2 separate regions of the Sus scrofa genome follow, and region 2 is linked to region 1. A link is a contact called in public Hi-C data. All regions are on one chromosome and are shown on one strand. The core of a region is the stretch at or near the end of the contact, and the rest is flanking DNA. Distances in the headings are between cores, read along the strand shown. Region 1 overlaps EIF4E3 (eukaryotic translation initiation factor 4E type 3). Region 2 has its middle 69 kb from the start of PROK2.

The links. A called contact is a pair of places that touch in the nucleus more often than the background predicts.
Region 2: a contact with region 1 is called in a Hi-C map of embryonic fibroblasts, with 4 times the contacts expected there. The contact joins two enhancer-like sites. A contact is called at or near these places in 23 of 47 Hi-C or Micro-C datasets (adipose tissue, alveolar macrophages, blood and 14 more) and 2 of 2 datasets of contacts at active chromatin or transcription factors (alveolar macrophages and skeletal muscle).

The regions. Positions count from the first base shown.
Region 1 is chr13:53,113,958-53,116,930 of Sscrofa11.1, reverse strand. All of the region lies in intron 2 of EIF4E3 (eukaryotic translation initiation factor 4E type 3), which reads left to right. Among named protein-coding and RNA genes, the nearest start is that of GPR27, 37 kb to the left of the region's middle. Within about 2 kb of position 1,445, at least 4 of the 83 cell types and tissues checked have an H3K27ac peak or open chromatin away from gene starts, as enhancers often do.
Region 2 is chr13:53,251,821-53,254,793 of Sscrofa11.1, reverse strand. No RefSeq gene overlaps it. Among named protein-coding and RNA genes, the nearest start is that of PROK2, 69 kb to the right of the region's middle. Within about 2 kb of position 1,488, at least 5 of the 83 cell types and tissues checked have an H3K27ac peak or open chromatin away from gene starts, as enhancers often do.

The DNA.
Region 1 (2,973 bases), core at 196-2,695:
CCACATTCTTGTATTTTAAATCATAAAGGCAGAGTTCCCGTTGTGGCTCAGTGGTTAAGGAATCAGACTAGAAACCATGAGGTTGTGGGTTCGATCCCTGGCCTTGCTTAGTGGGTTAAGGATCTGGCATTTCCATGAGCTGTGGTGTGGCTCACACAGACACAGTTCAGATCCCGCGTTGCTGCGGCTCTGGCATAGGCTGGTGGCTACAGCTCCGATTGGACCCCTAGCCTGGGAATCTCCATATGCCGTGGGAGTGGCCCTAGAAAAGGCAAAAAGACAAAAAAAAAAAAAAAAAAAAATCACAAAGGTGAGCCCTTACTCCATCACTGACCAACCCCACCCCATTAAGGTTTAGCCGCACCTGGTCAGTGTTACAAGATATGCTATATACCCTGCCCCAGACCTACTTCCTCAGACCTTTGGGGTAGAGTAGGCATTTGTAACAACTGCCCAAAATTTGACAGTCACTTTTCTGATTATGGATCAGATTAACTGAGCATATTAGTTGCCAGTCACCCTTGTAGGTGCTGAGGATGCAAAGGTAGCAGCATGGACCTGGGCCTCCCAGGGGGGGTGCGTCACATCAGTAGCATCAGTGAAGAGCTCAAAGGGGTACTGACTTTCCACTCCTTTCAGGGCGGAACACCTTCAAAGGATTCCAACAGTGGCTCCCTAATAGCAAATGTAATGGGGATGTGGTGGGATCAGGCTTGACAAAGAGGATTCCCAGGTCATCCTTGTTACTCCAGGAGTCGCCTCCTGGGATGAGGCATGGGAGGCCTTGGGTGATAGGAAGAAAGTGGCTGGCACCTCCACTTTTCCCATTATTTTCCCCTATTCTTGCCTTTCTGAACCCACAAGCTCTCTTAATGCCCAGAATTAAACTTTCTGTAAGAGGCAAAGTGTTTCTGGCTAGATCAGGCAGGGAAAGGCCTTGACCTAGGGACTTCTGGCCTATCCAGCTGTGGGTTGTAGTTGCCTCCTACAGCTCGGCCTCAGGGCCCTGAGCAGCCTCACTCAGAAAAGTTACTCGCCCTTGTTGTACTGCTTCTTGAAAATATATTTTCCTATTTTCAGTATTCCTAACACCATTTTATTATTTCCAGACCCAAGACTGCTGGCAAGACTTGGGTGACCTGGCATGGTGGCAGTTGAGAACCTGGCCTTTTTTAGTTCGTTTGTCACCTCTCAAACTATTCTACATCTCTTTTACTGCACCTCTCTGTGCTAAAGGACTAATTAGATATCGAGATAAAAAGAGTCCCTGTTACTACTGTCAAGGAACTCCTAGGCCAGGAGTGACACTAGACAGAAACAAGAAAAAATGAAATAAATATGCAAAAATAAAGCATTCAGATTATGCAGACAGTTTCAATAGATGCATCATTAAATGTTAGTAGTAGGCCCTGGCCCAGTTTTGCAGGTGACTCTCAAACAGGAAGCTGGTGTACCCACAAGCCACAGATCTATCTAAAAAAGTGATTACAGGAGTTCCCATCGTGGCTCAGCAGAAACAAATCTGACTAGCATCTTCGAGGATGCAGGTTCAACCCCTGGCCTTGCTCAGTTGGTCAAGGATCTAGCATTGCGTGAGCTTCGGTATAGGTCGCGGACGAGGCTTGGATCTGACATTGCTGTGCCTGTGGCATAGGTCAGCAGCTACAGATCCGATTCAGCCCCTAGCCTGGGAACCTCCATATGCTGAGGGTGTGGCCCTAAAAAGCAAATAAAGTAAAAGTGATTGCAGTGAAATCGTCTTTAATGGCATGAACAATGTACAAGGGATGTGGCCTTCATCAAGTCTCTGGGCGTGTGCAGATTTTCTCTCTGATGGCGGAAGCTGATGTTAGTAAATTCAACGGAAGACTGACTTTTAGTAGACATATCCCTGGCTCTGAAGTTTTCCCCTCTTAGGTTATTCTCTTGGCCAAAATGAAATGATCTCTCACGTAAAGTGAATCAGTGTCATCATTCTTTTTTCCCCAAATATTTACTGCGTGCATGGAGCCTGTGTACCTTGGCTGTCCTGTACCATATATAATATTTTAAACATCTTTTTCCACTTTAACCTGTTAACGTTCACAACTGTTCACTTGGGTGTACTGGGCAACAGGCTAGGAGCTAAGGGTGTGTAATTACCCCCCGAGTCCTCACCATACTGAAGTAGCATGTGCCAGCAACATTTTACAGATGAGACAGTTGAAGCCCAGAAAAGTCACTTCCCCTGCGGTCACACAGCTAACTGAGAACAGAAACAGAATTTGAATTAAGGATCATGTGACCCCAACCAGCGGCATCCATCACCTCACTGAATACTGCTTCCCTGTGAATATGAACAATGAATGGGACACATATCATAAAATAGGGGCCCTGGATAGGACTCGAGAGGTCATCTGGGCCTGTCCCTTAATTCCTCCTGTAAGGAAATTGGGGGCCAGAGTTATGGAAGATAATTAAGTCAGGGGAACTCCACCTAAAATTCATATTTAAGTGCCTTTTAGGATTCTCCTTCGCATTTAACAATAACCCTATCTTAATCATCTCTTTGAGTGATGAAAAAAATGCATCTGTGAGAATAATGATTTTTTTTAATGTTTTTCTGATAATGCTATCTATAGTTCATTAGCTTTTATTTCCCAGGTTGTTCACATTCTTTGCTTTAGATGATGTAAGCCAAGTTTCAAACTTTTATGTATAGAGAGATCACCCAAGATTTAGCATGCATCACATGGGGCCTGGAGGCTCTGTGGGTCTAACCACCTTCCAGGTGATGCTTCTGGTTGGTGGACTATGCTTTAAGTGGGATGGATTCGAGCAGGGTTTGCAAAAACCTTTTCAGCTTCTTTTCTTTGTAGGACGTATCTCCAGGAATCCAGGTCCCTGGTAAGTGGTGCTGTAGCCCACTAAGAGCTAGCCAGGTATTGGTTAAGATAATTTCCTTAGGTACTTACAGAGGCATCTGTCCTCCTG
Region 2 (2,973 bases), core at 239-2,738, 140 kb before region 1:
AGTTCCCCTTACAGCTCAGCAGGTTAAGAACCTGACTAGTATCCATGAGGATGCAGCTTTGATCCCTGGCCTCACTCAGTATGTTAAGGATCCATGTTGCCACAAGTTGCAGTGTAGGTCACAAACTCAGCTTGGATCTGGTGTTGCCGTGGCTATGGTGAAGGCCAGCAGATGCAGTTCTGATTCAACCCCTAGTCTGGGAACTTCCATATGCCACAGGTGTGGCCCTAAGAAGAAAAAAGAAAAAAGAAAAAAAAAAAAAGAATTAGCAGAAAAAAAGGAAAAAAAAAAGAATTAGCAGAGCAGAGTCTCTTTAAAAGTCAAAGGCAAAGACTGTGTATATTCCTATCTTGATATTAAAGTTGGTTGTAAACATACATATACATGCTAACTTATTTTTTCATTGGATCTCATTCTTGGGTATATTAAAAAAAAAAAAAAAACTGGATTCCTTCAGAGTGGGGCAAAATTACCCTCCAAAAGAACATTCTAATTTACGCTACTTTGGGGTAATTATAGTAAGACAGGGCTGCTTGAGAAAGTCTCTTTGGTCCATCACTTGGATTTTGTCTTTCAAGCTGAAACTTAATGCAGATGATCCCTGACTTACAATGGTTTGACTTGGGCTTTTCCAATTTGATGATGGTGTGAAAGTGATACACATTCAGTAGATGGTGTACCTCGAATTCTAAATTGTGTTTTCTCCCTGGACTCCCCATCTGCAGGGAGATTCTCTCTGGTGATGCTGGGCAGAGTCAAGGGCAGCAGGTCCCAGGCAGCCACAGATCACAAGGCAAACAACCAAATTACAAGCTTTCTCTACCCAGACATCCACTCCGTTTTTTACTTTCATTAGAGTCTCCAATAAACCACATGAGCTGCTCAACACTTTATTATAAAAAAAGCTTTGTGGTGTTCCTGTTGTGGCTCAGTGGGTTAAGACCCCAACTAGTATCCATGTGGATGTGGGTTCAATCCCTGGCCTTGCTCAGTGGGTTAAGGATCTGGCATTGCCATGAGCTGTGGTGTAGTTTGCAGGTGTGGCTCAGATCCCATTTTGCTTTGGCTGTGGTATAGGCTAGCAGCAGCAGCTCTGATTTAACCCCTAGCCTGGGAATATCCATATGCCGTGGGTGCAGCGCTAAAAAGGAAAACACAAAAAAGACTTTGTGTTGGATGATTTTGTCCAATTGTAGACTTGGGTAAGTGCTCTGAGCACATTTAAGGTAGGTTAGGCTAAGCTGTGATGTTCAGTAAATTAAGTGTATTAAATGCATTTCGATGTGAGATATTTCCAACTTATGATGGGTTTATTGAGGGATTCCTCCCCGCCCCCATCAGTCAAGGAAGATCTATTATCTGCATTTTTGTAAAGCCACATTTTTAAAATTTCCACAATAGTTCTCTCATAATCAGACTATGCAGCACGTGGAGACATTTGGCCACTTGCTGAATGAAGGAGCTAGGAGGCAGTGTTGTACTGCAGTCTGACACTTGGGGGATTAAATTGCAAATGGGCCACTCACTGTTCTGTGGTTTGGGAGCAGTTTAACGTCTCAGAGTCTTGGTTTCTTAATCTGTAAAATGGGGATTATGAGACCTGCTTTTTAATATTGCAGCATAGATAAGACAAAGTACTGGGGTGATAATAAATTGAATATTAGGGGGATGATTATTATTATACAGTTATTATTCAAATATAATAAATTGAATATTGAGGAATTAAACGTCATGCTCACTCATTTTTCTTTGGAATTATACGGCAGGTCAGCAACCACATAATCAGTCTTTAGATTGTTCTGTTCTTTCCTGCCCCTAAGGGCTGAGCAAAAGCATAAAATAGCTGAAGGCTTCTTATTACGCATATATGCACATGTGTGTGGATGTTTATGCATGTACGTGTGTGTCAGCATCTCAGCTGCAAAGATTATTTCCTTTATCAACCATTTCCTTCCCGATCACCTCAGTCCCCTCTGTTTCCGTTTCATGAGACTGGAAGCTTCACAGACATCTCCTGCTTATTTCTCAGTGATATGTATCAATGGAAGAGAAAGCAAAGTCTTGGAGGGGAAAGGCAGCTTGGATTTAAAGCCCTAACTTGATGCAGCCTTCCAGCTCTCTGAGTAGCCAAACTCTCATTTCCTTGCAGTCTGACTTGGAGCCAGGCCTATGGTGTCATTCTGGGGCTGGCAATGGACTTGTCAGGAAGGACAGAGCCAGCATCTGCCTTGCCTGGTAATTAAAGCCCTGATCCTCCACCATTGGCTCCACTGTCATTGCAAAGAGATAGCGGGTTCATTCAGCACCCCTGGAAATGGCAAGAGAATCACTGTATCCACTGATACTCTTCTTACTTTTCTTTTTCTTTATTTTTTGGCCATGCCCATGGCATACGCACTTTCCCAGGCCAGGGGTTAAACCCACACCACCACAGACCCCCAAGCCACAACACTGACAATGCCAGATCCTTAACCACTAGGCCACCAGGGAACTCCCTTTTCTTTTTTTAAGTTAGAAAGCCACAAAGCCGCAATGAAATCACTGAAAATGTCAGCCCCACACTGCCGATTTTATTTGGCTATTGTGTATGTGGTGGTGGTAGGGGGGTTGTTCTTGTTTTTTGTCTTTTTAGGGCAAAAAATTTTGTCTTTTTAGGGCACAGGACATATGGAAATTCCCAGGCTAGGGGTCGAATTGGATCACAGCAACACCAGCCATGTCATGAGCCATGTCTATGAATTACACCACACCTTGTGGCAAAGCCAGATTGTTAACATACTGAGTGAGGCCAGGGATCGAACCTACATCTTCATGGATACTAGTTGGGTTCTTAACCCACTGAGCCACAATGGGAACTCCTGTGTGGTGGTTTTTAATCTTAATTATTATATCGATGACACTCCACCTTTCAGATTAAGTCCCTTTCCTCATTCTGGTTTGCTATGATTACTGTCTGAGTTGAAATGGATTTCA